Linked DNA regions of Mus musculus: all the other regions are linked to region 4. Evidence: chromatin contacts called from public Hi-C, HiChIP or PLAC-seq and promoter capture Hi-C data. All regions are on one chromosome and are shown on one strand. The core of a region is the stretch at or near the end of the contact, and the rest is flanking DNA. Distances in the headings are between cores, read along the strand shown. Region 1 holds the start of Kdm5c (lysine (K)-specific demethylase 5C). Region 2 holds the start of Maged2 (melanoma antigen, family D, 2). Region 3 holds the start of Tspyl2 (TSPY-like 2). Region 4 holds the start of Fam120c (family with sequence similarity 120, member C). Region 5 holds the start of Tro (trophinin). Region 6 holds the start of Smc1a (structural maintenance of chromosomes 1A).

What was found. Promoter capture Hi-C pulls out the DNA fragments that hold promoters and counts their contacts. Hi-C and Micro-C count contacts between places; a contact is called where the count stands out from the background. HiChIP or PLAC-seq counts read pairs in DNA pulled down with a chosen protein or histone mark. Capture Hi-C pulls out chosen DNA fragments and counts their contacts.
Region 1: an H3K27ac HiChIP or PLAC-seq map of microglia shows a contact between it and region 4, with 7 times the contacts expected there. The contact joins the promoter of Kdm5c here to the promoter of Fam120c in region 4. A contact is called at or near these places in 4 of 39 promoter capture datasets (the C10 cell line, erythroid cells, liver and 1 more), 2 of 484 Hi-C or Micro-C datasets (CD8 T cells and nephron progenitors), 3 of 115 datasets of contacts at active chromatin or transcription factors (astrocytes, embryonic stem cells and microglia) and 1 of 9 other capture datasets (liver).
Region 2: a Hi-C map of uterus shows a contact between it and region 4, with 10 times the contacts expected there. The contact joins the promoter of Maged2 here to the promoter of Fam120c in region 4. A contact is called at or near these places in 2 of 39 promoter capture datasets (hippocampal neurons and pre-B cells), 5 of 484 Hi-C or Micro-C datasets (CD4 T cells, embryonic stem cells, muscle stem cells and 1 more) and 2 of 115 datasets of contacts at active chromatin or transcription factors (astrocytes and large pre-B cells).
Region 3: a promoter capture Hi-C map of erythroid cells shows a contact between it and region 4, with 5 times the contacts expected there. The contact joins the promoter of Tspyl2 here to the promoter of Fam120c in region 4. A contact is called at or near these places in 2 of 39 promoter capture datasets (erythroid cells and pre-B cells), 4 of 484 Hi-C or Micro-C datasets (CD4 T cells and CD8 T cells), 3 of 115 datasets of contacts at active chromatin or transcription factors (astrocytes, regulatory T cells and thymic regulatory T cells) and 2 of 9 other capture datasets (adipose tissue and liver).
Region 5: a promoter capture Hi-C map of hippocampal neurons shows a contact between it and region 4, with 10 times the contacts expected there. The contact joins the promoter of Tro here to the promoter of Fam120c in region 4. A contact is called at or near these places in 8 of 39 promoter capture datasets (the 3T3-L1 cell line, cranial neural crest, embryonic stem cells and 3 more), 2 of 115 datasets of contacts at active chromatin or transcription factors (both in embryonic stem cells) and 1 of 9 other capture datasets (pancreatic islet).
Region 6: a contact with region 4 is called in a promoter capture Hi-C map of liver, with 3 times the contacts expected there. The contact joins the promoter of Smc1a here to the promoter of Fam120c in region 4. A contact is called at or near these places in 3 of 39 promoter capture datasets (hippocampal neurons, liver and pre-B cells), 6 of 484 Hi-C or Micro-C datasets (CD4 T cells, CD8 T cells, cardiomyocytes and 3 more), 2 of 115 datasets of contacts at active chromatin or transcription factors (astrocytes and stem cell-derived neural progenitor cells) and 1 of 9 other capture datasets (liver).

What each region holds. Positions count from the first base shown.
Region 1 is chrX:152,231,555-152,234,824 of GRCm38.p6, reverse strand. It overlaps Kdm5c (lysine (K)-specific demethylase 5C), which reads right to left and starts at 1,598. Exons shown (of 26, transcript NM_013668.4): 1 at 1,115-1,598. The coding sequence starts at 1,264.
Region 2 is chrX:150,812,626-150,815,852 of GRCm38.p6, reverse strand. It overlaps Maged2 (melanoma antigen, family D, 2), which reads left to right and starts at 1,508. Exons shown (of 13, transcript NM_030700.3): 1 at 1,508-1,624; 2 at 3,116-3,182. The coding sequence starts at 3,138.
Region 3 is chrX:152,340,974-152,344,338 of GRCm38.p6, reverse strand. Tspyl2 (TSPY-like 2) reads left to right here and starts at 1,855. Exons shown (of 7, transcript NM_029836.4): 1 at 1,855-2,799. The coding sequence starts at 2,014. Gpr173 (G-protein coupled receptor 173) reads left to right here. Exons shown (of 4, transcript NM_001359449.1): 4 at 1-741.
Region 4 is chrX:151,342,382-151,346,030 of GRCm38.p6, reverse strand. Fam120c (family with sequence similarity 120, member C) reads right to left here and starts at 1,808. Exons shown (of 16, transcript NM_198105.2): 1 at 1,095-1,808. The coding sequence starts at 1,781.
Region 5 is chrX:150,655,460-150,658,897 of GRCm38.p6, reverse strand. Tro (trophinin) reads left to right here and starts at 1,462. Exons shown (of 13, transcript NM_001002272.3): 1 at 1,462-1,553; 2 at 2,945-3,014; 3 at 3,284-3,438. The coding sequence starts at 2,970.
Region 6 is chrX:152,014,461-152,017,981 of GRCm38.p6, reverse strand. It overlaps Smc1a (structural maintenance of chromosomes 1A), which reads right to left and starts at 1,554. Exons shown (of 25, transcript NM_019710.2): 1 at 1,342-1,554. The coding sequence starts at 1,450. It overlaps Ribc1 (RIB43A domain with coiled-coils 1), which reads left to right and starts at 1,687. Exons shown (of 8, transcript NM_025660.3): 1 at 1,687-1,819; 2 at 2,114-2,201.

The DNA of each region.
Region 1 (3,270 bases), core at 349-2,848, 890 kb before region 4:
AAGCACCTCCTCGAAGATACATTGTTGCGGATAAATTCAAACCAGCCCAGGAATCTCAAGTGGTTACTAAACACTGTTCACCATTGTTTCCTCCAGTGTGTCAGCAAGGCAGCAGCCTGTCCTAGCCTTTGGAAAACTTCCCCTGGGCTAGTCAGGACTAGAAGCAACAATATGGTCCTTTTTGCTGAACATTTGGGAAGCAAAGGAAGATTTCCATATCTCCACTATTGTTCCTGGGGACCCAAGAAAACCTTATCTTATAGGATCATCTACATTCTGAGCCTGAGGTAGAATCCAGATCTTCTGAGAAGGCCATACCAAGCTAACTGGTCTAAACTTCTCCATAGGAAGGCTGTGGGGACCATGTGCAAGAAGGTTCTGACATTACCTTCAACTAGAAAACGCAGGAGCCAGAAAGAGCACTCCCTGTGAGAATGATTTCCTGACTGGCCACCAGGCTAGGATATTATCAGAGATGAATTGGCCTGACAGCGTGAGTAAACATGAGTCAACACACACAGAAGCAAACCAATGACCACATCAAGCACCTTCACAGTCACAGTAATTACCACTTACCAGAGTGCACTATGTTACCTGGTTTAATCTAATTATTCCCAGCACACAATTCACAGGCTCAGGGATTACTTTACATGCCCAAGGTCATACAGCTGCTAACCTTCTAAGTAGTTTTAAACTCACGTCTGACTCCCTTTTGAGACGTGATCTTTCCACTACACCACACAGCTTGCCTTAAAGGGAATAATGACAGTAGTCGTTACTTTGTAACTGCCTCGACCAGGGTGATACAAAGTAAAAGATGGGAGTCTCTGTGCCTCCCTGCGAACTCTCCCCAGCCCATTAAGCATCTGTGTATTGAATCAAGGGAAATTCTCAAGAGCAGAGTGGGAGTGGGTCTCAGACCCCAGGTCACTTGTATGCCACAAAACGAGGAGCCCTGACCCCAGCACCCTTTTTCCGCTTCGTGAGGCATCCACAAAATACCAGCCATCCCATATTCTTCCCACACCTGCTGCCCTCCGCCCGGGACTTCACCACTGGCTACCCGGATCCACCCACAAACTCGCCGCTGGCGACCATCAGCTCCCAGCCTTACCGCGGGTGGGCGGATCTTGCAAATGCCGGACTTCTCGGCGATGGGTCTGATTTTCGCGATGTAGCCAAGAGGGTCTCGGAACTCGGCCCAGCTAGGCTCGAACACCGGACACTCCGGCGGCGGTAGGAAATCGTCGGACCCCAGCTCCATGGTGGGCCCGAGGGCTGGGCCAGAGATCGGGAGGGCTCAGGTCGCCCTTAAGGACGCATGGCGCCGCCGCTGTCTGAAACCGAGGTACTTCTCGGAGTCTAGGCCCTAAGCAGGACGGCCACCGCCCGTCAAGGGCTTAGGGGGGCGGGTGCCGTGCTCTAAAAGTCTCAGGCTGAGGTTCCTTTTACAGGTTCTTAGTCCTGTTCCGTTTCTTCCACACCTTACCGCTGCCTCCCAACTACTGAAGCCTTCACTACTACAGTTAAGTCCCAGTCGCGGCAGGTTTCACCGCTGCCACCGCCATCTTGGTTTGTCAGCGTCTCCTCCCCCCCACCTCTGTACCTCACCACAACAAACCAGATCCCTCCGCAAGGTGTCTCTCCGAGTTCCGTTTACTTTGAGTCAGAAAAAAACCTAGGAAGCCTTCATCATGTGATGACCGAAAGAAATCGGGTTGTATATGTCCCTTATTTGGAGGTGGTTAGTTAAAAACATTTCTCAGGCTAAGAGAAAATAGTTCATTTCATTGGCGGAAGAACAAAATTGTAAATCGATGGCCGGATCCTTTTACCGGATGGACCGGCGATGCACGTTTAAAGGCCAGTGATGCGCATGCGCAGTCTCTAGACAAACCGGAAGAGGAGCTAGTGTCCATAAGTAGTGAGCCTAAACTAGTACGCGCCCATGCGCGCTCGCACACGCTCGCGCACGCGCACGCACACACCCTAGATCCCAAGCCGGTTGTCTCCTCCCCAATGTCCTTTGCTGCTTCTCTCAGGTCCTTTCAGTGAGAACCACGGAAGGCGGTGATTTCGAGGAACCTCCGCCCCCTTCCTCCCCCTCCCCCTCCCATTCCGCGTGTCTACTGCTGAGTGAATTGAAGATTTACCAGACTTACACCTCTGAGGTTTTTGTTTTTAAATGAAAGAAGGAAACTCCTCACTCCCTAGAGAATGTGGAGTTTTAGAAGCTTCAGTCCCACGTAGAGTAAAAATGCATTATTCTCCCCAGTATCATTGGCCATCAGCATTTTAAAGAATGCTTTCGACTGTTTGGTATACATTGTAACTATATAAACACTTTGTATAATATGTGTGTATCCATTTTTGTAGCAACTACTGCTACAAAAAAACCAAAAGGCCTGGATGTTTACATTTTTGTTTATTCCATGTATATGCAGTACATAGAGGCTAAAAAGGGGGGGATTTTGAGTTTGAGACCAGCCTGAGCTACATAGCAAGATCCTGCCTCACAAAGTAGTAGTAGTAGTAGTACTAGTAGTAATATTATTATTACTAATGGCCGGGCAGTAGGTGGCACATGCCATTAATCCCAGCACTTGGGAGGCAGAGGCAGGTTGTACAGTGAGTTCTTGTCTCCAAAAAAAAAAAAAAAAAGGGCAGGCATGGTGGCATACATCTTTAATTCCAGTACTCAGGAGGCAGAGGTAGATGAATCTCTGAGTTCAATGTCATCCTGGTCTACAGAACTACTTCCAGGATAGCCAGGATAGGGCTACTCCCCATCTCAAAAACTCAATAGTAATAATAGTAATAATAATGTAAAGTAATGGAACTGGACAGGAGAAAAGGCATTAAAATTAAGGTTAGTAAGTTTGCTGTTCCTCACCTGAAGACATTTTGCTTTTCTACCTGAGGAACATCTCTGTAAAGAGTAAAGAACACCAGGCTTTTGGTCTCAGCACCACCCATTCTTCCTCCAGTCTCCTCTAATGTCCTTAGCCCAGACATACCACAGGGCAAAAGGAAACCGAGCAGTCTTTTAAGCCAGTGATATAAAATGCATTGATTTGTATTTGTGAAAGTCATACTATGCAACAGGAACTTTTGTGAGCATGTGAAAATACAAAAGCATGCCTTCCTGGAACAGATTATTTACTCACTGGGCCCTGCCAAGTACCTCACGTCCCTGACCCTTGGTTTTCTTGTTCATAAAATGAAGTTAAGTAATCCTTTCATTACTTAGGAAGATTAGAGATAATAATA
Region 2 (3,227 bases), core at 259-2,758, 530 kb after region 4:
CACAATCCAATTACTCATCAAGTCCTAGCAGTCCACCCCGCCCCCACCAATCTCCTCACTATCTCCCCTGCTAACACTCTAGGCCAAACCACAAGCACTGCTTGTTTGGATGACTACCAAGGTCATAGCTATGCTCTCTAGTTCCAAGAAGACACTTAATCCCCATACAACACCTAAGATCTTCTAAAACACACACCTACAACATCTATGTGGTGACCAGCTGTAGGGTGCTTTCATAGACCCTCAGGACCCTCAGGTTTGAGAACTTTATTTTCTTGGTATTGGAAGTTTTCCATAAGTTGGATAGGATAGGAATTTGGGGCACCAGAATTGGAAGAAAATGAGAGACTATTCATTTGTGCTCAGCAGAGAGAGCCTAGGAGATAAGAAAGTAGAAGGGTGACATTACAAACTTGGGGGAAGTAACAGTTTATAGGAAATGAAACGAATATATAAACCCGCCTTGATGATGTGTGAAAATGTATGTGAATCAAATTGTCCATAAAGCCATAAGGATTGGCTATCTTTCATTTGTCCAGTATGGGCAAAGGTGACCTCAAGAAGCAGACTTCTGACTATTTGTGTATAAGAAAGATCTTGAATTTTATTTCTATAACTACCGTGAATTATAGTTTATAATAAGCTTTTTCTGGGTCTGCATTCACCTGCTCTATTGCTAATGATATTTTGTCTACTTCTCTTTGTCTTTACATTTTATCTTGTTCTCATGAAGACACCCAGTTGTTTATGTGAATTTATCAGGCAACAGAAGTGCCATTTCAAACTAGTGAAAAACGTTATTGAGGGTGAATCTGTCAATGCCATAATAAAAGTCATTACTTTGTACAGTTAACTTACGCTGAAAATGGTAGTTTTTTCAAATGAATTGAATCAGCAAAACATAATAAAACAACAAAACAGTCCAATATAGACACCAGGATGGTCCTTGTAGCATTGTTTGTAATAGTTCGAAAAGGGGGAAACAACCCAGAAAGTACACGAAGCTGAACTAAGTAAATAAATTATAGGACAGTTATACAAGAAAACATTATACATTTCTAAAAAAACATATGCTAAGGGAAAGAGGTTTGAATATATAACTTGAAAAAAAGCAGTTACAGAACAGTAGGTAACTAGTATAGCCGGTGTAGGGAGAAAGTGCACATAATCAGACTACAAATTAAAAAATTAATGGAGGAATGTCTATCAAAGTACTCAATGTCATGAGTATTTCTGAGGAAGGAGATTAAAGATAGCTTTTAATTTTCTGTTACATATTTCTGCATTTCTCTGGTTTTCACATGACAACACACTACTTTTGTAGTAAGAAAAATAACGATATAAAATAAATAATTTCAATGAATGAATCGTTTTCGTGGGGGCAGTTTGGGTTGGAAGGGCTTCAGACCGAACCTGGTACAGAGGCATAAACATGGGCTTTGGCGTCAGACAGCATTGAGCAGGGCCCCATTGCCCCACCCCCGAGGAAGGGGGCGGGGGGTAGGGGGCTGCGGAAAGGGGCTGGGCTGGGCTGGGCTGTCTGCAGCTCTAGTCCAGGAGGCTGAGACTTCGAGAGGGACTGAGAGGAGCAGGCACACGCATCCCAGACTCACTGGAGGACAAGGTGAGGGAACAACATTGGGCTTTCCTGGTGAGCAGACAGTGGTTCTAACTACCTGAAACCTATAGCTGGGCAGGTGGGCAATTCTTATTTGACCACTATAGCTGGAGCAGAAGTGCTGCATTTGATGCGGTGTGAGAATGAGAACGACCAAGAAAGTAGTAAGCTGTATATGAACTGGACAGCAGAGACTGGCAGAGGTGGAGGGGAGAAAAAGGGGAACTGTGCATGCTTGGAGGAGAAGGAAGAATATGGGGAAATAAGAAGGGGAAGGCGAGATCCAGGGACAAGAATAGGGGATGCAGAGAAGGGTTAAGGGACACTGGGGAGGGGGGTTGCATAGGTAACACAGAGAAGGATGTAAGGAATGGGAAGAGATTTCTGTAGAGTAAATAGGAAATGCGATGGGAAATAGGGAGTCCGGAGTTAGGCAAGGGAATAGGGAGGGGGGGAATAAGGAGTGTTGAGGGGGGAGGGGCAGACGGGCTGGGACGGAGGCCCCCTAGGGAGGCGGAAAGGGGCGGGACCACTTCCGGCCTTTAGTGGGGAGGGCAGTATCTGAGTTTCGGAGGGGCTTGGAGAGAGTGGACACACTCGGGAATTGTAGGAGGACGAGGTAAGTCATGGGCCCCAGCTTTGGATGAGAGCCTGCTAGGGGTCGGCCCCACCCTCTGGGATCTGGAGAAAACCTGCCTTAAGAGCCAAATCTTACCGAATCCATCCAGCTAGGAAGGGAGGGGACTGGACCCCGTTTGGCTGGGCCTAAGATGGAATCACTAGTTCAATCCTGAGTTGAGGAGGGGGTGTTACAGGGAAGGAGCCAAACCAATTTGGGTTTTACCGTTTGGAGGGGGGCGTGTTAGGATAAAGGGCGGGACCTGGAGGCTCTGTGAAATTGATAGGGTGGTTGTGAGTAGGGGAGGGGCTAGGACCACCAGACACTGCGACAATTTGGATGGAAGGTTTGTTGGGGAGGGGGCGGGGCTGAACAGCATTGCGGACCTGGAGAGGGGCGTGTATAGGAGTTGGGTGCTGGACTGAGACCGTGGACATTGCGCATGCGCTTTATGTATAGCTAGAAAGGGGCGTGTTGAGAAGGGCTCGCAGAGACTGGGCCAGCTGCTGAATGCGCATGTGCACGGTGGACTTCAAAGAACGGGTTTGTACTGGGAAAGCAGGCGGGGTTGAAAGGGCGCTGCAGAAGACGCGCATGCGCACTCTAAGCCTGCGGCTGGGGGGGGGTGCGCTGGGAAAAGGGGGCGGGGTCCTCAGAGCTGCCGCGCTGGCACATCTTCCTGGAGGAGGGGAGGGTGCGGCTGCAGAGAACTGAGACCTAGAGACAGAATTTCTGTATCTGAGCACCTACTGGTTGGGGCTCCGGGAGGGGCTGGGCTTTGGGGCCCTAAAGAAGGTGAGGATCAGCTTCTAGGCAGAACAAGGGATACGACGTTCAGCGGGCTCTCCACTTGACCCAGGCCTTCTCTTTGAACTCAGCTTTGCTAGGTGAACTTGAGACATGTCTGACACAAGCGAGAGTGGTGCAGATCCAGCTCGCTCTCAGGTAAGACCGATACCCCCCCCCCCCCTTTCTTGCTGCTTGCCTTTC
Region 3 (3,365 bases), core at 606-3,105, 1.0 Mb before region 4:
TTAGGAGATGGAACCTGAAATTTTTCATGTATGTATGTGTCAAGAGAGTCAACTCCCATCTCATAAAGTTGTCTTCCTTTGGCCCAGCTTCTGAGCACCAGGTAAGGAGAGAATACTTTAGAACCCCATCTCTTCCCAATGTCTGGAGATTCAATCCTCACCCCAAATTTCAAACAAGGTATTTCTTATATTAGACCACCATGGAAATAGGAACTGGGAATAGGGGAGGGATCAAACATGAAGGCAATGGGGTTAAGAAATGGCCCCCTGCAATGTAATGGCTTTTAGAGGAACTGCTCAGCCTAAACTGCAAGTCCTTCTTACGGTTCCACTGTATACAGCTGGGACTTGGTTTAGCTTTGACTAAATTCAGAAGGAAAGATAACATAACGAAAAAGCCCAAGTCTGGGGATCTACCCAGCTGGCCTACTCCCTAAGCACTCAATTAATTTACTATTTATTTACTTATTTCTTCAGGTGCACAGAATTGAGCTGACCCTATTACTCAGTTCTTGGCACACTCTATCATTGGTCCATGCAAGGTCCTTTTATTATTTTGCTTTGTCCCCTTCATCACCCATTCCTGATCCCATCCTTCCAACCCCACATAGGCACCGCTCTTCAGTACTTAATGTGTGTCCTTCCAAACCACCGTTCATGTGTTTATTTACTTATGTGTATCTGTGGAAAATATATGGTATTGATGTGTTTTAATTTACATAAACAGTATTGTACTATAAATCTTGCTCTGTTTCTTTTTTCACTTAACATTCTGTTTTTGCGAAATCCAGCCATGTTGCTATACATAGATCAAATTTATTCTAGTAGTCCATCTAAAACACATATCACATCCATTTTCCTGTTGATGGATTCTGAGGTTCCTTCCTCTGCTACCACAGCAAGGCTGCAATGGGCAATTATCTCCTCTCCTTAGGAATGTCTAATGTAGAAGAAACAAGCTCAGAGAGGGGCAGTGATTTGGCTAAAGTCACAGTGGAAGTCACCTGCTATGTGGATTCTAGAACCAGAGCCAAAACTCCACCATCGTGCCTCATCAAAGACCAGCCATTTCTGATCACAAACAAAATAAAATATAATATTAGGGTACAATTAATAGCCGCATTCATTTAGGAAAAGCTGGGGTAGAAATTATGTGTAGACAAAGAGAATTTTAAAGTTCTAGAAAAATCTAGCACATTAGTTGAATCACCTTTTTTTTTTTTTAATGACGCAGAGGAAGTTACTCTTTGCATCTGTGGAGCCATTTTGCAGAAATAGAAAAAGCCATGTCAAAACCTGACCACCAAAGCAAAAAGACCTCAGATATTTAAACTACTAGCAGTTCAAAGCAGCCTGCGACTGAGGGGCTACAGCGCTCACCCCACAGGCATAAACTGGTGGGGGAAGGGACAGATTTTAAAAGTGCGTAGTTGTTGGGGGAGTGGGGCGGGGAGAATGATAGCGAGGCTCTCTGATTTCATTTGAGCACATCTCGTTCCCTGGTGCTTGCGCACTCCCAGCCACCCTCCCCGGGCCTAGTCTTGTGGTCTTCAGAATCACTGGTACTTTTCCCATTGGCTAAAACATTGCAAGACTGAGGGTGAGGGGGCTCCTACCCTAGCTTTCCTCATAGCCAATCGCCCCGCAGTTTTCCTCTCATCACTGAGGGGCAGTCAGCCTGATGATTGGTGGGCGCGAAGGGAGCCAATTAGAAAATGATGATGTGTAGTGTTGGCAAGCGGATTGCGTGAGAGAAGGCAGGGGCTGAGGGAACGCTACCGCCAGCTCCGAGGCCTGCAGCCAATGGCGGGCAGAGCAGACGCCATGCCAGGGAGTGGGCGGGGCCTGGGCGATAGGCGCTGTGGGAGTGGGGCAGGCGCTGTGGGAGGGGACGTCAGAGCGAGGTGGTGAGCAGAGCTGGTCGCGTGAGGTGTGGCGGCTCCGCTTCAAGTGTGACTGGTGGCTACGGCCTTGTCTGAGAGCCGCAGAGCCAGTGTTGTGAGTGCGGTCACCATGGACCGCCCGGACGAGGGGCCTCCGGCCAAGACCCCCCGCCTGAGCAGCTCGGAACCCCGTCAGCGCGACCTGCCGCCCCCGCCACCCCCACCGCTCCAGCGACTGCCCCTGCCTCCACCCCAGCAGCGTCCGAGACCCCAGGAAGAAACCGAGGCTGCACAGGTGCTGGCTGACATGAGGGGGGTGGGCCCCACGCTGCCCCCACCACTGCCCTATGTCATTCTTGAGGAAGGGGGGATCCGCGCGTATTTCACCCTGAGTGCTGAGAGTCCCGGATGGGATCACGCAATGGAGTCAGGGTTCGGGGAGGCCCCTTCCACAGGGATCATGGAAACGCTCCCATCTTCAGAAATCTCTGGGGGAAGCCTGGCAATTGACTTTCAGGTTGCAGAGCCCAGCAGCCTCGGAGAGAAGGCCCTAGAAACCTGTAGCTTAGGAGGGTGGGGGCCCCAGATGTTAGTTGGTCCGAAGAGGAAGGAGGAGGCTATCATAATAGTGGAAGATGAGGATGAGGATGACAAGGAGAGTGTGAGGAGGCGGCAGCGTCGGAGGAGGAGGAGAAGGAAGCAGAGGAAGGCGAAGGAGAGCCGAGAGAGGAGTGCCCAGAGGATGGAGAGCATACTGCAGGCCCTGGAGAGCATTCAAATGGACCTGGAGGCGGTGAACATCAAGGCAGGCAAGGCCTTCTTGCGTCTCAAGCGCAAATTCATCCAGATGCGAAGGCCCTTTTTGGAGCGCAGAGACCTCATCATCCAGCATATCCCAGGCTTCTGGGTCAAAGCAGTATCCTTCTCATCAGTATGCATGGGCCAGAAGCCCATGACTGAAGGGGAGATGTGTGGAAGAGAGAGAAGAGGTGTGGGGGAGGGTCAGAGATGAGGATGATGAATCCCCATTAGAAGATTCTAGAAGGCGTGGAAGAGGGATGGCAAGAGGGCAAAATCGCATCTAAAACTAGACTGCAGAAGGGAAAAAGAGTAGCATTGCAACATTTAAAAAGAAAATGGATCCCAGACAATAAAAGAGGGAGGGGTAACGGAAAAGGCACACAGCCCATAAACGGAGCAACAGATAGAGAAAGGAGGAGAGGAGGGGGGAGTACAGGTGATGAACTGACTAAGGAGGGAGGGCGCATAAGCTCTTCGGGAAGCGTGCTCAAACCACACAAGGCTCCATAAACCTGGGTCTCTGCTTAGATACCTAGAAATCCCAAATCTGTCTACCATCCTCTCCATTAGAGGGGAGAGAGTAGAAATGGGATGGAACCCTGAAGAATCAGGAGAAAGACCACTTGGTTGTGAGGCTCAAGTGGTTAAATGAAGGGAAAGGTACAACAGGAAGAATCCAAT
Region 4 (3,649 bases), core at 559-3,058:
CTGTAACGCTTTTCTTTTCCTTCTTCCTGCCTACCTCCTTACTTCTCAAGCCTTGCTATTCTCTACACGTAGGAACTTGAAACCTAAGAGTATGGGAAAGCAACAGCGTAATAGCAGTGGTGCCAAGACCCGGGGATGCTGCCAAGCTTTTCCCCAGGCTCCATATGCAGTGGCTCAACTACTCAGAGGCTGGCCTTCGGTTTAAACCCATGGAGCCTCATGAACTTGGTATTTCTTTTTGCCTCTGCCCGATTGCTTCAACCTCTTTAATTAAACAACCTCCTCCAAAACCTGTGAACCATTCAGATCTAGCCCATTCTCCAAGTCTATCTTTTTCAGGAAGTTTCCCAGGACCATTTTAACCCACAGATTATCACCCCACCCACCTACCCAAACTGGCAACTTACATACCAGAAAACAGAATCACCATGCATATTTACACCAGCAAGTAAATGCTGCGCATTTGATCTTTCAAAGCCAAGAATGGCGTCTTGGGGTTTTTGAGAGCCCCTCCCCGCACCCCCAACCGTCTTTGAAACCCCCTACTGAGCGTGTTCATCTTCCTGAATAGTGACTCAATCAGTGAATTGTTTGGGCTAAGGCATGCCAAGATAAAAGCATGTTGAAATGAAAAGGGCTCAATGGATGGGGAAAAAAGAAGTACTAGGTGTCAAATGGGGGAAAATTATAGAACAAAGGTGTTCGACTAACATCTGTTTTATTTGCCATGGGGTTGAAAACAGATATAGGGGAGGGAATGTCAACTGGAAAATGAAGAAAAAACATATTTCAGTTTGAGGGGGATGATAGCAAGAGAAACATGAAGCCCGGAGGAATTTTGAGTCAATTCTGCTAGAACCAACAGGTAGGCCAATTGTGTGAGTAAAGGGGGTTACGGGGATGGCATGGCTAGAGATACAATCATGTAGGTAAGGGAATTAATAGGCCATATGACGGGGGCACGAGGGGATAAAATGGTCGCCAGTAAGTTAGCTGACTGAGTGGGTGGCAGGTAGGTCGGTGAATGGTTAGGTGTTTAGTCTGGAAGGAACAGGTGTGGGGCATTTCATTTAAAAATCTAACCCCTCCCTCACCTTGACCCGGAAGCGGATGAGTGCTAGCCTCACGCAGTGGCTCAGACAGGCAGGTGGCAGGAACCAGGCCCGCGGTGGAGGGGTGCCCTTGTTGCCCACGTGTCCCACGATCAGTTGCGCAGTCTGCCGCTCCGCCTGGCACCGACGGCCCCACTCGGCCAGTCGGTCCTTCCCCAGGCCCCCAGGGAACATGACCACCAGCTCCAGGCCGTCTCCGCCCGGATAGGCACAAGCCTGGCACAGCGCTGACAAGTAGCCCAGCATGGCATTCCACTGGCCGCCACAAACCCAATCCGTCTGGTAGCCACCATAGAGCCGCGGCAGCGCCGAGCCCGCGTCTACCAATACCCGAGCCCCAGGCAGCGGAGGGGGCGGCGGCGGATGCAGCCCTGGCGGCGCTTGGCCATGGTGGTGGAAATGGTGAGCAGGGTGATGGTGCCGAGACGGCCCCGCGCCCCCGGAGTAAGCACCAAAGGCAGCGGGCGGGAGCGGCGGCGGCGGCAGAGGAGCAGAGCCCCTGGTGATGCGTGGAGCCCCTGGCGCTAGGGCTGCTGGCGGCAGCTGGCGGTGCAGGTGCTGCTGCTGCTGCTGGCGCGAGACGGTGCGCGCGAGTTTGAGGAGGTCCACAGGCACCACAGCCCCGGGACAGCGCTTCTCCAGGAACTCTTGGAAGCCCTGGACGCCCATGCTTCCTCCGTGGGTAGAAGGAACAGCGGCTGCGCAAGCGGGCCAGTCGGCGATCCCCGCGCGAAGCTGGAGGCGGGCGCGTGCGCACTCCGCGGGGGGTAGGGGCGAGGGGGGCGGAGAGAGGGTTTGAGAACGGGAGGGGCGAGGGAACGTGGGCGGGGAGGGGAGGAGACCACAGACTGGGTGCGGGTGGAGAGCAGAGGTGAGGCTGACCAGACTCAGAAGAGGCTGGGAAGATAAAAGCGATGACAAAGTCGTAGTCACTCCTCTTTTCCCGTTCCCCTCCGCTGCTCTTCTTCACTGCTTCAAAGGGGGTGAAGCCTCTGCCTTCCACCTCCGGGAGCCATGTTGCCTCGTCTTCTCTGTGATACTCGCTTTCTAGCTGGGGGAGGGGTACAGGGGCGGGGCGGATGAGCATCCTGGGAGTTGTAGTCTTTTCCCGGATGGCCTCAGGATGCAGTCTTAGAACCAGAGGATCACACCTGTCAGGCCTTGATGCTCATAGTGTCAGAAGAAGCGGGCCAAGAAAATGTGTGTATAGGATTTGTACCAGAACTCCTAGTATCCAACCGAGTTGCCTCAGGATATTATACCACCATGCCCAGGGAAAGAAATGGAGATGATGCATCATGGGAAAGGAAGTACTGTGGATTAGTAGAATTTGGCTAAAGTGAGCTAAAGTTCCCTGAAAGGGAGAAATTTCCCTTCCATTGAAAAGATGATATGCACAACTTTTAACGAAAGGAGAAGAACACATATGATACATAAAAACCGCTAACATCTACTGTCATACTTTGAAGAGTTATCCACCTTACAAATGGTAAAACATTTACTTAAGACAATGAATGCATAGACAAAATGAAATTGCCTATAATTTGCCTCAGGATCTCTGGTCAGGGAGATTAAACACCCACTCAAATTCAACTACAACTTGGACCTTATTGGTACTCACTAAGCTATGCCATATGGTTAGGGGATTTTTTTTGTTTTCCAACCTACTAAATGTGTCCATGTGGGAACAATTCAAAATAGCTGCAAAGGTTCTAATTTGATCACAGTCTTTTGAAAAGTACATTTCAGCATGCTTCTCCAATGAAATCCATGTAGAGTCTGTCTTCTGTCAAGTTTTAGGGCCCATTACTTCAGCCAGACTACAGCAGAAAACAAGATCTGCATGCAGAGTAGTTGTATCTATCTGGCTTGGAATTTACAGAACATAAAAGAGCAGAACCCCAGGAATGACATCAGAATGGTTTGATAGGATGAAACCAAAAACAGGTTGCAAATTCCAAACCGGGTTTGTCATAAGAGTAGTAGATCCAGAATAGCAGGGATGGGAGACAACATGAAAGGCAAGGGAGAGGGAGGTGGGGGGTGTATAGGGGACTTTCGGGATAGTATTTGAAATGTAAATGAAGAAAATAGCTAATAAAAATTGTTTTTGAAAAAAAAGGGAAAGGCAATAGCTTGAAGGCATGAAAGATGAAGAGAATAGATGTTTTTAGTAAACTGTGCTTACTAGAGAGTTTGTCCAGCATCCCTTTCCTAAAAATTAGCCTTCTCATTGTTAACTTGATAAGATTACTGCAAAAACTGTTGTCTTAGGCATGATGGTATGTGCCTGCAATCTTAGTACTCAGGAAGTTGACATGGGACAGTCACCTTAAGTTCTAGGCCAGCCTAGGCTACCCAGTGATTTCAAAGAACCAAGGAAGTAAATAAATCCTATCATGTTCACATTTGCTTGTAATGCCATATTTTAACTGAGTGTGTTGGCTTACATCTATAAACCCAGCATTCAGAAGGTCAAGGCAGGAGGATTGCCACAACTTTGAAATTATTATTTTCCAGGTCAGCCTGAGATAAGA
Region 5 (3,438 bases), core at 213-2,712, 690 kb after region 4:
ACCTTTCTTTACTGATTTTCTGTCCAGACAATCCCTACACTGTTGGAAAATGGGTATCGAAGTCCTTTACTATTTGTTTGACTGTGCTCTATCCCCCATTCATTATTAACATTATTGCTCCATACATATAGGTGCTTCAGTGTTGGATTCATAGATACTTTTAATTTTTATATGGTCCTTGTGAATTGTCTCTTATTATATAATTCTTTTGTTGTTTGGTTTTCTTTTTTATTTTTAATTAGGTATTTTCCTCATTTACATTTCCAATGCTATCCCAAAAGTATCCCTTGGTTTTCTTGATACAGGACCTCACTATGTAGCCCTGGCCGGCCCCTGAACTCATAAGATCTGCCTGTTTCTGCCTCCCAAGTGCTGGGATTCAACGCCCAGTGTATAATGTCATTCTTTTTTATAATGTCTCATTTTAGCTTTGACTGCCTTTTTTTTCTGACATAATGGTCTCTACTCAGTTTGACATAATTGAATGAAAAAAAGTGAATGCTACAAATTGTTTCTTGCACTGGCGAGTAGTGTGCTACATCACAAGAGAAAGCCTAAGTCCTTGTTCAGAGCATCAGTAAAAGAAGAACATGAGAAAAAAAGATGTGTATGTATATTTGTATGTATATATATGCACATATACATATGATTTTTAATATATCATCTCATCGTAGAAGGCTGTACTTGAACTCAAGACCCTTCAACATCTCCCTCCCAAGTAGTGCTGGAATTATATCAGGGCTTTGTTAAATGCCCGCTCCCATAGTTTCCAAATAATTTTTTTTTTAATTTTAAGGAATCAGTGAAATTATTTTGAAATAAAATAGAAGCATGTAGGGATTTTTTTATTACATTTTTATTTGTAATAAATAAAGTGTGTGTACATGCACATATGTGTTTGTGTGCAATCAGAGCTGTGAAGACAACCTGTGGGAGTAGGTTTTCTACCTCCGCCATGTGGATCCAGGGAATAGGATTCATGTCCGCAGGCTTGGAGTGCTTTTACCGCTGAGCCATCTGACAGGCTCTAATTGATTTTTCTTACATCTACTGTTTAACTATATGTATTTAATTATTTATTACATATTGTTTAAATATATATTATATATATGAATTATTTGAGAGCATCACCTTAATGTTCAGCGCCTCTATCTTAATCTAGTCGTATTTTAGAGGCAGTAATGAATGTGACGTTCTCACAGTATATCACGCCATGTAATTAGTGTTGTCAGGACAGGCGTGGGAGCTCTGAGGTCATTTTCTTCAGGAGAAACTGAAAAATCAAATAGGAACAGGGACACGTATTGGGGAACAGAGAAATGAAATGGAGACTAGGTGTGAATGCTGAACAAGAGGTAGTAAACAGATGCGCCACACTGAGGAGACTGGGAAGCCGTTAGCGGGGAGGGGGTGGGGCGGGCTGGTAGGGACGGAGACCCCCCTCTGGAGGCGGAAAGAGGCAGGACCACTTCCGGCCAGGGGGGCGGGTTACAAGCTCAGACCTGAGGAGAGGCTTGGAGAGAGCAGACGTCCTCTCGGCTCACGAGGGCGAGGTGAGCTGAGGTGGCCAGCTTTAGGAAAGACCCCGTGGGGGCTTCAGAGCCGCGGCTTCGGGGTGACTGGCTTCACACAGCATTAAGGTTTGACAGGAACCTGGCTGGATTCGGGATCTAGCGGTTTCGATGTGGTGGGTTTAGAGGTGCCTGGACCCAATTCTCACTGCGTAAAGGCGGGGGCGGAATCTCCGGGCTACGGGAAAGTCTAGACTCAGTTTGGGGATGGAAAGAAGGGATGCAGACCTGGTTGGGATTTTGGAAAGGAAACATCTAGAACACGTTCTGGCTGTAGCAAAAAGGGAGGAGGGTCGAGTTCAGGAGGGAGGTAAGGGACCCGGATCAAGCTGAAGAAAGGGGGCTGGACCCCGTTATGGGCTACGAAAAGGATGAATCGAATCTGGACTAAGAAAGGAGCGACAGAATCCTCTTTAAACGGCCAGAGGACCAGGCTTGGAAGGGAGAAAGGACGGGCTAGGATCCGGGTAGCACTGCTTTGAAAGAGGGGATGACCTGGTAGGGTTAGGGAGCTGGGAATCATGAAGGGGTTATCCCTGTTGGATTTGAGGGTGGGGTATCAATGTTGCAGAAAGGGCGGGGCGGGGCCCTTGCAGACGTGGACCGGGGGGGGGGGGGGCGAGGGGGGATAGTGTTGGCGAAGGCGACTGCGGCGCGGGTGGGGGGGGAGGGGGCTTGAGGAGGGTGGGAGGTGCGGAGGACTGCGGAACCACAGCCTGAGTGAGTGGCTGATGGTTGGCGCGGGCTGGCGCGGCCGCACAGGAATGGGGGCGGGGGTGGGGTGGGATGGTGGTAGGAGGGGGTGGCGCGAAGAGGCCCTGTGGAGCCTGGGGTGGGGGGACGGGCTGAGAAATGATGTAGGAGGAGGAGGCGGTGGGATCGAGATGTTCTGTAGCTCTGAGAGCGGGGGACATATGTGGACATGAGATGGTTAGAATGGTCCTGTCCACCATAGCGCATGCGTATTGAGGGCCTTGAGGACCAGCTGCATTTGGAAAACCTGTTATCATGCGCGCGTGCGTGTGTGTGTGCACGCGCATATGTGTGTGTGTGTGTGTGGGTGGGTGGGTGGGTGTGGGTGCGCGCGTGTGTGCGTGTCTCTCGCTCTCGTTCTGTGCGCATGCGCACTGTCAGGTTGCGGTGTGGTAGAGGGTATTAAGGTGTAGGTCGTAGAATTAATTTGCCATCTTGGAAGCAAAAGATGCTGCAGCTCAGAGACCACATGTTCTGGGCTTCTAGATAGGCAAACCCAGAAAGATTTGGGGCCTAAAATTAGGCAAATTCTTTCACCCTTCAGATTTAGCAAGACTTCTGATAAATCTTCCCCCTTTCCACCCTCCTATTATCCTCTAACTCAGGCCTATTTCCTTCAGGCTCGGCTATTAGCCTTTCAGAAAGATGGATAGAAGAAATGACCATGGTCATCGGGTGCCCACATTCCAGGTGAGACCTCTCTGCATTCTGTTTGTCGTGCCCTGAATTCATTTACCACTCTGGAGCCTATTATCACTGTGTAGTTCCATAATTCCTTACCTTACCTATCTCAGTCTTCCTTTGCATGGTACAGGGAAGAGGAAACTTATCTATCTCTTGCTCCATCCCCCTTTCCCAAACCCCTTTCAATGAAATTGTTCAGGAGGGGAGGCAACTGTAGAGAGGGGTGATTGTAGGGAGGTGGGGTGGCCCATAGGATTATAATCCTAAGTATGTAGGGCCCTCTGCCTCCCGCTGGGAGCCTAGGGCTTCCTTTCTCTCCAGATGTACAGTCGGAGACCACAGAAAAGGACCCACCAATTGCCAGCCGATCTAAGAAAAACAAGAACAAGAAGAATTCTATTAAGCCTATGGATAAGACCACACCGGCTCC
Region 6 (3,521 bases), core at 305-2,804, 670 kb before region 4:
GGAACTCAAAGCATCAACCCTCTAGGCCAGTGGTTCTTAAACCGTAGTAGGGGAAGTAAGTAACCCGTCATTACCACCCCCACCCGCACTCCAAACTCTGACATTGTCCGAACACATTTTTGATGGGCATTTCAGGGGAGTGGAGGTGCTGTCATTTAGTGGAGAGAGGTCAGGAAAACAGCTAAACATTCTACAATGCACAGAACCAACCGCACAGAGAAAGTGTGTGGCTAAAGAGCTAGTGTTAGGAAACAATGCTCTAGACAGAGAACAAAACCGCAAGCAAGAGTCCAGTGAAGGTATTCGCTATGAGCTACTTCAAGGTAAGGGTGGCCTAGCAGGCTAGAAAATGAGTAAACTAGAATATCTCTGGAGTGGAGGAACACAGCAAAGATTCATAACGAATACTTCTAGAGATGGGTGAGAGGAAACTACGAGCTATACAGCAAAAACTAAGATATGAAATAGTAGGCTTAAGTATGAAAAAGTAGGGTTACTATCAAAGTCACTCTAACTTATCAGCCTAACCCCTTTTCTACAAAACATTTATAATGGCCTAAGTGTTATCTTATTTTGTACTTTGCTTCTCCTTTCCCGCGATCTCGGATTTGCTCTCCCCGCATAAACTTAACTGATAAAACCCCAAACCCTCCACCAATTTGGCAAGCGAACAAGTTCAGGCTTATTTACGGTTTTCTGGTAGGAAAAAGGCAAATCAAAGCAACAATCTCTTAGGCGTGTGGGGGGCATGCGGAGGGGTGGGGGGCATCGCAATCCCACGCTGCTGAGCGGAACGCTGGGTCAGAAATTCAAAAGTGCCACAGCAGAGAGGGGGGGGGGGAAAGGAATCAGAGTGGAGCGTTCCATCGGGAGGTGCGGGTGCGGGGAGGGCTGAGTAGAGCACAAAGTACACAGCTTGGGATCGGACGCCAAAGCAGAGTTACGGTTCCCAAATTTTCCCAGAGGTGTCAAACAAGTTTAGGAAGGTGGAACAATGCAGACCGGAAGGAAGCCGCGGGCCAAACAACTGGCAGCAAATTTCGGGAACGCCTCTTTTGGCGGGAGGGGTAGTGGGCGGGGCGACGCACGGTTCGGCCCATACCATTCGGGCCAGAGGGGGTCTGCGCCGAACTCCGCCAACTGACAGTTGGGAAGAGACTCGAGTTCAGTGTATGCCAAAAGGGAAAGCAAGTTCAGATCCAAGCCCCACCAAGAGGATCAAGGAACATTTCAGGGTTCACAATGTCTCGGGTTGCATGGGGGTAGGTTGTACTACTTTGCAGACAAGCAGGGGGAACCGGACCGGGACGCGCGCAGGGCCACAGCCGGTTTTAATCTCACCAGAGCCATTGGGTCCAATGATGGCGGTAAACCTCTGAAATGGTCCGATAATCTGTCGACCCTTGTACGATTTAAAGTTCTCGATCTCAATCAGTTTCAGGAAACCCATGACAGCGGCGCTGGCGTAGGAAAGGCCGCGCCTTACTCCTGGGAACGAGGTTAGCCCGCGCGGGAAATAGCGCAGTGCAAGCCGGGTGTACAGTAAGCCTCGCGATAATAAGTCCAAGCCAATCACGATTTCCTGTTTCCGGGGCCAGAAATGGTCACTTCCGCCTGAAATAGCGCTTTTGTTGAATTGTTGCCCGGCTGGAGCACGCGCTGGGCGCTCAGGCCCCGCCCCTCTACGTAGTTACCCAGCAACTGTTGAAGTGGCCGCCAACTAGGACGGGAAGCGTTAGTGCTCTGATCACTTCGGGGGAAATCAGAGCAAGCAGGCGGGGTCTGAGCCCACGCTTGCTGGGAAAGAAGTCACTTCAAGGTTCTGCCAGAGCTAGTGGGAGGCAGAAGCTCGGCTGGGGTTTGTAGTCTAGCCAGCAAGGGGGGAGACGGGGAGAAGCGCTTCAGCCAAGGATTCAGTCGGGAATGGGAAGGCGCCCTCGGAAGGGTGGGCAGTTTGGGATGGAAGAGGGATCAAAGGGAGGACTTAGATGAGGCGAGCTTAGAGTGTGAGGACGATGAGAGTATCTCTTAGACAACAGAGATACAAGTTGGGAAAGGCTGTGTTCTGAAATACTGCCCCTATCGTCTGCTTCTCTCTTATTTCTCCAAGCAGAATTTAAAGACTGCCGTTGTAAATCCAAGAGTCAACTTGGGTCCAATCCATTTTCGAGCTTCAAAACTGGAATTCTGTACTGAGAAAGGTATCTTGTGTGAACACTAGGAGTCCAGGTCCTTAAGCCAGTGCTCCAGCTCTGTCCTTTTCCCTCCCTGTTAAATCAAGTTTCCCCCATTTCCACCACTTCCCCTCTGTCTCTTTCCCTCCCCCTTTCTCTCCTCTCTCCCTCCCTTTCTCTTTCTCTCTCCTCTCTCCCTTCCTCTCCCCCTCCCCTCTCTCTCCTCTCCTTCCCTCTCCCTCTCTCCTCCCTCCCTCTCTCGCTCCAACTCTGTCCTTTTCCCTCCATTACATCAAGTTTCCCCCATTTCCACCTCTTCACCTCTCTCTCTCCCTCCCTCTTTCTCTCCCTCTCCCCCCTCTCTCTCCCCTCCTTCCCTCTCCCTCCCTCTTTTTCTCCTCTCTCCCCCCTCTCTTCCTCTCTCCTCTCTCTCCTTTATACCCTGTCCTTCTCCAATTCTTTTCCATCCCCTTTTTCTTCATTCTTTCATTCCCCTTCTATCACCTTATAGTCATGATCTTAGCAGCCCAGGATGTCTACTGAATCATCCCCCTATTGTGACAACAGATTGTCTTTATAGGCCGGGGTTAGTGCCATTTTCAGTTAGATATGGAAAGAGTCTGGTGGTTTCCACAGCTATTCCTGGGTATCTTCTTTTATTTTTTCAAAAGTTTCTCCATCTAGCTCTGACTGTCCTGGAACTCTGTAGACCAGGCTGGCCTCGAACTCAGAGATCCACCTGCTGGGATCAAAAGTGTGTGCCACCACTGCCCGGCTTTGTAACTGTGTGCAAGTGCAAGCGTGATCAAATGTGTGCACAAGCCACAGACATTAGGCATCAGATCCCTTGGAGCTGGAGTTACAGGTAGTTGTGAACCACCTAACACGAGTACTCAAAGAACTCTGAAAGAACTGGAAGTATTCTTAACCACCATGCCATCTCTCTAGTCCTATTCCTGTAACTATTTTTAAATAATGTCTAAAAGCTGGGAAGAATCCTAAAGAGTCTAGGAAGGTGAGAAAGCTCAGTTGATAGAATCTGATATGAAGCTCTTTTGGGAAACCAGTCACAGGCAACATGAGGGAATAAAATCATCAGAGGCTTGAAATCTCACATACATTTTTAAAAGTTACTATTTAATTTTCAAAGATTAAATGTAGCTTGGGAGAAAATTAAATTGGAGCCCTATCTCTAAATATATACAAAATCCAGTTTCAAATGGATTCAAAACAAATGATAAAGGCAAAACTTTAGGAATTGTGGAATATATAGGAGAGTATCTTTATAAATTTAGAATATGGAGAGGTTGTTTGTTTTACTGTTTGTTGTAGTTTGGTTGATTTGGT